Linked DNA regions of Mus musculus: region 2 is linked to region 1. A link is a contact called in public HiChIP or PLAC-seq data. All regions are on one chromosome and are shown on one strand. Each heading gives the region's core, a stretch centred on a gene start, on an enhancer-like site or on the middle of the called end of the contact. The rest is flanking DNA. Distances are from core to core; before and after follow the strand shown.

Evidence for each region. HiChIP or PLAC-seq counts read pairs in DNA pulled down with a chosen protein or histone mark.
Region 2: an H3K4me3 HiChIP or PLAC-seq map of embryonic forebrain shows a contact between it and region 1, with 5 times the contacts expected there. The contact joins the enhancer-like site here to the promoter of Gmfg-ps in region 1. A contact is called at or near these places in 1 of 39 promoter capture datasets (stem cell-derived epiblast-like cells), 3 of 484 Hi-C or Micro-C datasets (embryonic limb bud and embryonic stem cells), 17 of 115 datasets of contacts at active chromatin or transcription factors (bone marrow-derived macrophages, craniofacial prominence, embryonic basal ganglia and 9 more) and 1 of 9 other capture datasets (macrophages).

What each region holds. Positions count from the first base shown.
Region 1 is chr6:4,900,883-4,905,214 of GRCm38.p6, forward strand. Gmfg-ps (glia maturation factor gamma-like) reads right to left here and starts at 2,332. Exons shown (of 5, transcript XM_030255708.1): 1 at 2,166-2,332. The coding sequence starts at 2,332. Ppp1r9a (protein phosphatase 1, regulatory subunit 9A) reads left to right here and starts at 2,093. Exons shown (of 16, transcript NM_001363809.1): 1 at 2,093-2,149.
Region 2 is chr6:5,400,724-5,405,055 of GRCm38.p6, forward strand. All of the region lies in intron 2 of Asb4 (ankyrin repeat and SOCS box-containing 4), which reads left to right. Among named protein-coding and RNA genes, the nearest start is that of Asb4, 12 kb to the left of the region's middle. Within about 2 kb of position 2,553, at least 37 of the 459 cell types and tissues checked have an H3K27ac peak or open chromatin away from gene starts, as enhancers often do. A contact at or near this core is called in embryonic basal ganglia, embryonic forebrain and stem cell-derived neural progenitor cells, where this site is marked.

The DNA of each region.
Region 1 (4,332 bases), core at 1,082-3,581:
TCAGAAATCCGCCTGCCTCTGCCTCCCGAGTGCTGGGATTAAAGGCGTGCGCCACCACGCCTGGCTCATTTCCCTTTTTTTATTGCTAACTTTTTGTGGCTTAGTTGAATTAAGCTTGGTGGTTAGGTATGTGCAGAATAAGTACACACACATATGGTTCGGTACCATTTTTATTTTGGTTATAAATTGGGGTTGGGGAGGGCTTGGAATGTATCTGCAAAGATAATTCTAGGGCAGAATATAAAGATGGGGGAAATTACTGGAACATGGAAGGAAAAGAAGATATTCATCCCAGAGCTGAGTCCACTTCTACCAATGAGAGGCAAGACTTCCAGCACAATTAGTGACATTTGCTGTAAAAGTTGAACACACACACACACACACACACACACACACACACACACACACACGTTAAAATAGCTATGAGCCAAGCTTAAGGACAGGCCACAAATGACCTTGGAAGTACCTCATTTCTTTTTCTAGACATTTTCTAGAAATCTCAAACAAGAACTTTTTTTTAAAAGAAGATTTACTTATTATTATAGATAAGTACACTGTTGCTGTCTTCAGACACACCAAAAGAGGGCATCAGATTTTATTACGGGTGATTGTGAGCCACCATACGGTTGCTGGGATTTGAACTCAGGACCTTCGGAAGAAGAGTAGTCAGTGCTCTTATCTGCTGAGCTATTTTGACAGGCCAAGAAATTTGTTTACAGTAAAGATAGCCTATCTTTCAAAATTAGGGTGATCTAGAATTTTACAGTATCAATTGAAACCTGGAGGGCACGCCTGTGGGATTACCCCAGTATCTCATTTAAGTTCTTTGCTCATCCTTTGAAGACAATAGTTTCAAAACTGGCCTGAATGATATATATCGGAAATGGTATATACTGGAAGGAAAACAAAGAGAAAGCCTCAGAGAATGCCCAGCTGTGTTCTGGAGTGTGCCTTCATCGTACCCTAAGTGTCTCTATCTACTCTAAAATACCCTTTAACAGGCCTCAATCCTGCAGCCTACGAGCTAATTCTAAAAATTCTGCATTAAAGCAAAGGTTGAGAATTTTAAAATCTAAATGACTAGGGAACAGACAGGCTGAAGAGCGGCAGCACTGAACAGACAGGCTGAAGGGCGGTAGCCTGACCCCTGCCATGGCTACTGAAATTCTAAATCTAACATTCAGTGCTATATGGAATATTAAGTACTTTCGCCTCTTTCTAGATTGCCTGTATTGAGAGGGTTACACGATCTTGCAGCTTTTTCTATGCACACACACAATTTCAGGCTATTGTTGCTACTATATATTTATTTTTATTTTCCTGATTCGGTTACTCTGAATAGCCTTGGCTGTCCTGGAACTCACTCTGTTGTCCAGGGTGGTCTCAAACTCTAAGATTCATCTGCCTCTGCCTCTCTGCTGGGATTAAAGGCGTGCGCCACCATTGGTCAGCTGTTGTTTCTGTATCTCCAGACAATGGCTGGATTATAGGGTGTCCACAAACTCAATTCTCCTGTCTTGGCTGTGTTGGGATTATGTGTGCACCTCACATACGTGTGGCAAAAACACAATTTTGACTCTTCAAAAATGGTACCTGTGCCCTACAAGGCTTTTGGATACATCAATGGTCTATATTGACCATCAAAGTCCATTTTGTATGAAGGAGAAGAGTATGGAACCTGTCACATTATTTGGGAGGAGAGGGTGTAGTGAGAGTTTTTAACAGGGCAAAACCAGTGAGTGTGAACAGAAAAGATATACAAGAAGAAAAGTCCAAAGTCCTCTTCATCCCTTTCCTTCTAGTAGTGTGGCCTTGAGGGTCAGCTGGATCATCCCAGTGGACACCACAGTAGAGTAGACTAGGGCCTAGGTCTTGGCCTTCTAGGCCAGCCCAGGCCATGGCCAGGCCTTGGATGCCTGGGGTCACAGACTTAACCACAGACTGTGGGGTCCTCAGCATCTGGAAGGCACAGGCCTTGCCCTAAGTGCCAGAGCCCCCTCGCCCACGGTCTTGGGGGTGGGGCGGCCTTGCCTCGGGCCGGTGCCTTTCGCCCTTCGTTGGCCGCCAGAGGCTCCCTCTCTCCCTCTCCTGGGATTTCGCTGCTGGGCTCCCTCTCTTTGCGGCCCTAGAGTTAATCCCATCAGCCGAGGTGAGGCACCTGTTACCCCGGGGCCCTCCTCATCCCCGCGGCCTGATCCCTAAGTCCATCGGGCCTCGCGGGCCTCAGGGCCCGGCGTGGGGGGCCCCGCACGTGGGCCGAGCGGCGTCCCCGATCCCAGGCCGCAGGCGAGGGTGCCCGCTTGCGCGTCGGGTCCCCAGGCCGGGCCGCCATGGCTGGGGTGGAGGTGGGGGGTGGGGGTGGGGGGAGCGCAGCGCGCGTCCCGGGGCCGCCCCGCGCGGGCAAGACGCGCGTGGGGGGCCGAGGCGCGAGTGCAGGCGGCCGCCGCGCGCGCCGCGCCGTGACGAGCGGGCGGAGGGCACACGGTCGGCGCCGAGCCCCGCACGGTCACGGGGGGGCGGGGGGGAAGAGCGCCGAAGGAGTCCGACCTCCCGCCCGGGCCGCTCGGTAAGGGGGCGGCGTGCGGGTGGCGGGGCGGCGGGAGCGCGGGGACGCGGCGGCGTGCACAAAGGCGGACCCGCGGGCGGGTGGGGGTGGACTGCGGTCCGGGAGCGCCAGGGTGAGGAGGGAGGCTTGATCCTCTGCGGGATCTATTGTTTCCCCGGCACACTGGGAGGAAAAGCAGAGGCATTCGTGTGATTGTCACCCTAGCCTTTGCTCTCCCTCCGCTCCAGTGTGGCCGGCGAGCTCGTCTCTCCCCCGGTGCCACAGACCGGGATCCGCCTGGCAGCGGCCCGGAGCCGCCGCCAATGTGTTAGGACTTCAGGTGCTTCTTGGCACCAGGCTAGACTGCGACCTCCTCCTGCCTTAGCGCCTGGCGTCACCTGCTCTCCCGGCCCTGCCCCGGGGGCCGAGGGATGGCGTCCCGAACCGGGCTGGGGAAAATCAATCGGCTGCCTCTCAAGTTGGTGTTATTTATGTTTGTCTTTTGTGAGGGCAGGTTTTTGAATCCCCGGCGGCCCCCTTCGCCCCCGCCGCCCCCGCCCCCTCGTGCTTGAATTGGCGGTGGGAGGGAGCGGGGTGTGCAGCTAGGGGAGAGGGGAGGGTGTTTATGGGTAAAAAGGACATTGTCAACGCTTTCCAAAAAGGAAAGAAAGAAATAAAGGAAAAAACAAAAACAAAAAACAAAAAACAAAAACAAAAACCAACCCAAACCACAGGCACCACACTCCTCTCTTGTTTGCCTGCATGGGCCATGCATGCATGCATGCGTGCCTGCTGGGCCAGGAAGCGAGTTTTGGAGCTGATTTAAGTGAAAGTGTAAGCTCTCTCAGCTGATGGTGCGTGAGCGTGATGTGGTTCCGTGTAACATTAAAACAAAACAAAACAAACCAGAATAATAAGAAAAAAAATGTTTAGAACTGCGTTGAGTGCCTGAAGTGTTGGGCTGCTGGCGTCCTGGTAGAAAACCCAGCTGTGGGCTGGAGGACAGCAAACATGCATGGCGTTCACTTTTTTTTTTTTCTTCCTATCTTGAAGTAAGTTAGGGGCCAGAAGGAGTAGACAAATCAGGACTGTGGAAGGAAGTGTCATGGCATACCTGATTTCTGATTGTCACATTCTCAGGCATCTATTCCCAGGAGACTCCACTCCTTAGTTAATAATAGCCTCTTGGCTAGGAAACTTCCAAACAATGCATAGAAAAACTTACAGTAAAACTTAATTGACCTTCCAGAACTTACTTCTGTCTGTTTTGTCCTGAAACTGATACTTGAGCATGGTGTACATGAGGCTATTAACTCAGAACCATCGAAGAAGCCTCTGTAGCCATATTTTTAGAGTTTGGGAACGTTAGACTCCAAACTTTTCCCTGTTCTGCACGGTTATGGAAAATTCCCAAATCAAGTGGCCATTTTGATTTTTTTTTTTTAAAGAAGTAAATGAGTTGTCGAGTTCTTTCATAATTCATTCACAGAAATACCTCAAACTTGGTCTAAAGCATTATTGTCAAGTGGTGTCAAGTGGTGTGTGCATGTGCGTGTGTGTGTGTGTGCGTGTGTGTGTGTGTGTGTGTGTGTTTTGCAAGCATCTCCAAGTTATGTTTGTTACCAAGGACAAACTAGAATAACTCCGTAGCTTCTTAACTTTAAAGTCCCATTTCGAGGTAATTGACTTGATGTGTGGCGAAAACACTTAGAAAACAAGGTGTTAAGTGTTGACTAGTTCACTGAAGAGAAATTCACATAAACATATGAATTCAGAAACTCATTCTT
Region 2 (4,332 bases), core at 1,303-3,802, 500 kb after region 1:
ACAGGGAGGGACCGGGAGGTCTAGACTGAAAGAGAGAGAGAGACAGAGAGACAGAGACAGAAAGACAGACAGACAGAGATAAAGAAACAGAGGAAATGACAGAGAGAAAGATGGAGACAGAGAGAGACTGAGAAAAGGACAGAGAGACATATGGAGAGAGACAGAGACAGAGAGACAGAGGGAAAAAGAGACAAAGAGATGGAGAGAGACAGAGAGAGAAAGGGAATAACAGATACAGAGAGAGAGAGAGAAAATGACAAACAGAGAGAGAGACAGACAGACAGAGAGACATGGAGAAAGACAGAAAGACAGAGATAGAGACAGAGAAGCAGAGAGATGAGGGAAAGAGAGAGAGAGGCAGAGAGAGACAGAAAGGAAGAGAGAGGGGGGGAGGGAGGGAGGGAGAGAGAGAGAGAGAGGTGAAGGAATCGCTGTTACCAGCTTGCTTAGCTCCTATGTTCTGGACACCCCCACATTTTATATTTACTTCCTTCCTCATGTTAGATTGAGTTTGGATTTTGTTCATATTTAAATAGTTTAAACTTTAGATTTCATATCATAAGAAATGACAGATCTGTTGTTCTGTTAGCAGGGACAGCAGGGTGACACCTGGAACCCACAAGCCATGTCCTAACTGTCCTCATTCTCCTTTCCCATTTTTAAACCTTTAGAATTCTATACATGTATACAATGAAATATGAGGATACATCCATCATATTCCCCTCTTTTACACCCCCCAACTACTCCTAACATTTCCCTGCCTTTATATCCTTGCCCCCTTCTGTTTAAAGTAACTCACTAAGCTCACTTGGTGCTTCCCATATAAGTGTGCGTGTGGAGCCATCTACTGGAGCATGGGCTGCCTAGCAGTGCCTGCACTGCCAAGAAGAGTAAGGCTTCCTTCAGCTGCAGGTGGCTGGCTCTTCAGCAGCGGCTGCCAGGCTTCCTCTTTCTCAGCCACCGCCAAGGTAGTACACACTGGGGGGAATCTTGACTACACACACCCACTTTTACTTGGGAATCCCATTTCTGGGATTAGACATTCATTTTGGACAGGAAGACATTTGACCCAGAGATTTAATTTGTTCCCAGGCCCAAATTCAAGCTGTAGCTGTCCCTCCAAACAAGGCTATTCAGAGAGTTGGAGACAACAGAAAAGGCAAGCTAGACACGTTCAGCATGAGTCTAGGACTGGGCTCCGTAATTTCCTGTGCGTCTTCAGAACAATCTGGCAACCACACAGTTTGTAAACTGTACACCTGAACTTCCAAACTTTACATATTATACATACATACCCATACATATGGATAGATACACGTATATGTATATATGTATATTGTGTATATGTATGTATATAAATATATATGTGTATATACATATATTTATAAAATGTTAAGACATATCTGATTTACTTTCACCACTACAGAATTATGTATATTACTGAAAAATTTAGAAATACTTGTCTTCTTAATAGAATATTTTGTTATGCTATATATATCCCATGTACAAAATAAATGATATAAAAGTATGTTCATTTGTACAGACAATTTTTATTTGTTTGTTTGTTTGTTTATATAGGGTCTGGTTGGTCTGGAACTCAGTCTAAGGGAGGCTCTAATTTGTAGGAATTTTCTTGTCTTAGACTCTTGAGTGCTGGGGCTACAGGCATGAGCTACTCATTACAGGCATTAGACTTGGCTAATGTTTAATTTTTTTTTAAATAGGCTTTTATATGAAGGCATGAACAGTATAGATATATATTTTAATTGTGTAATACTATGTGTATCAGAAAATAATATGTAAGTTATTTATCAAACATTACTGTTAGCTAATATCTAACAGTATCTAAATAACTTTTTGTAATCTTTGCTTACAGTGTGTGTGTGTGTTTGTGTGCTTGCACATGAGTGTGCACACACACCATATGGTTGAGGTGCGGAGTTCAGAGAGCAACTTTTGAGCTTCAGTTGCCTCCATTTATCATGCACCTGTTGAGCCATCTCCCTGTAGTAATCTCTCATAAGTAATTTTTTTTTAAAGACATGTCATCTATAGGTTAAGACCCTGAATTTTAGGATTTTTAAAAGATAGGGTCTCAGTAGCCCAGGCTATTCTTTGACTTGGTATGGAATCTGGGATGGCCTCGAACTTCCATTTCCCCTGCCTCTGCCACCCAAGTTCTGAAATTACAGGTGTGTGGGCTTATGCAGTGCCAAGCCTCCTGTCTGCTGGGCAAGCATCCTACCGACTGGGCTACAGTTCTCGCTCCCTCTTCCTATTTGGAAGGAATCAATAGAAAAACAAAATTGCAAATGAAATAATTGGGAAGTGTTTTTTTTTTTTTTTTTGTTTTTGTTTTTTTTTGTTTTTTTTTCTTTTATCTTTGCTGCTGCTTCTGTGGAGGAAGGAAACCCAGGTACGTGCTTGTGGGCCAGCCCTCCAGTCTGGAGATTCCAGAAGAGTCTTAAGGTTAACTCTCATGCCTTTCTGGGCATCTTCGCGTCCTCACCTCAGGGGGCAGCACTTGCAAGGCAGTCCTCGGTCAGAGGTCTGCTGCAGCAGCCCTGAGTGCATGACTGCACCCTCTACCAACGAATTAGTGCAAACTGTCAGGGTCACAGCTAGTAACGGCGAGCTCCAGGCTGAGCTCGCACCCCTGTCTCTAGGGAACTCGGTTGACGCCGGAGTTCTGTCTGGCCGGGATGATGTTGTAGGTAGGTGCTTTGGAGAAGAAGTCACATACATGTCTCCCTGACCGAACAGGAGAATGGAGACGGCACACAGGCAAGGAAAATAAGCCAGTCTAACATGAACCTCGGGACCAGAGAAGTCCATTAGAGAAGAGCCAGTGCCATGGCAACTGAAAACCGATGTAATTTCATTTGCTATTTAATGGGCTCTTTGTGGGAAAGTGCTCTTTGTGGAAAAGGCTAATTGAGTCCAAAAAATTGCATGCAATTTTCTCTTAAAGGATTTTGCCCTGTTTTTCACTGTTGCAGCGGTGACTGTGTCCCACGCTGGATTTTGCCTGCTATTTTTTTGTTTGCCTTTCTACTTAATGCCACCATCTTCTGGCCTTTGTTTCCTTTGGTATTAGTATAATGGCGTTCCTCAGTCGAGAGGGCTTATTTACCTCAGCAAAAATGTCCATTCTTTGCTTTCTGCATTTCCCTATGAATAAAGCAAGTCAGGTCAGGTTTGGCTGGCTCCTAAACTGTGCATTATTTCCATTCAGCCCTTTTCCTGAGAGGAAAATGAACACTGCTTGCTTTGGGCCACATGAAGCAAATCCTGACAGTAGGAGGAAAATTTGTTACCTGAGGAAAGCTATAAAAATTCAAGTGGCTTCTGACAGAATGTAGCACGAGGGGAAATGTAAAGAAGACCATGCCTTTGAAAAGACCGCCCTCTGTTCCTGAGGGCCACAGTAACACAGGTCGCCTACCTACTCAGGAGTCCCTGACCAGTGAGGCCCTCATTTTAATAGGGAAGCACCCCCACACACAGGACAGCCCACCCTCTCCCTACCTCGCTGCTGCCCACATTCCCATCCCTTGTGCTGTGGACTGTGATCACATAAATCTGGCCGCTCCATTCATTCATAGCCCACTCCAAAGATGCTTGCCCCTTCTGTGGTATTGTAAGTATACGTAGGCCAACTGAATTTAATTTTTTCTCTAAGTTGGTGTTATTTGTTAAAATTATTTTAAAGGAAATGACATATCACTACTAAAAATAAAAATTAAAAAAAAAAAAAACAGCAAAGGGAAAAATCTTTCATTGCCCAAAGAGAAACAGAAACAGTAAATTATAGGCATTGACTTTCGTGACCACCACCTGCTCAGAGCTCGTCCTCTATCAGATGGCAGAGAGAGTCTCTAAATTGCCTTGTCTTCCGAATGCTGCCTTCTGTCACCTTTTCTCCTGTACTGAATGAGAGAATTGATATAAGTTGGGGGCTCCTTTCTCATCTCCATCAGATAGCTGCTTCTCCAGCCTTTATGGAGAATCATTGCACACTTTGTAAAACACAGCCTTCAGCAGGGCCCTGTAAAGTCCATGATCCCCTTTTGTGGAATGTTAAAACCTCCTTTTCAGAATTGAGGCTACTTTCTCCACATCTCTTCAGCCCTGGGGGGCCTCAACATAAATAGAAAAGAGGAATTAATAATGTATGAGGAGCAAAGAAGAGGAGGAAAATTGCCACTATTTCCTACAATTATGTTTATCTACATAAAAATAAAACCTTAGAAAAATCTACCATCAAATGGTGAGGACTAATAATTGAGTTTAGCAGTTGTTCTGCATCTCCAATCGCTCTACCGACAAGTC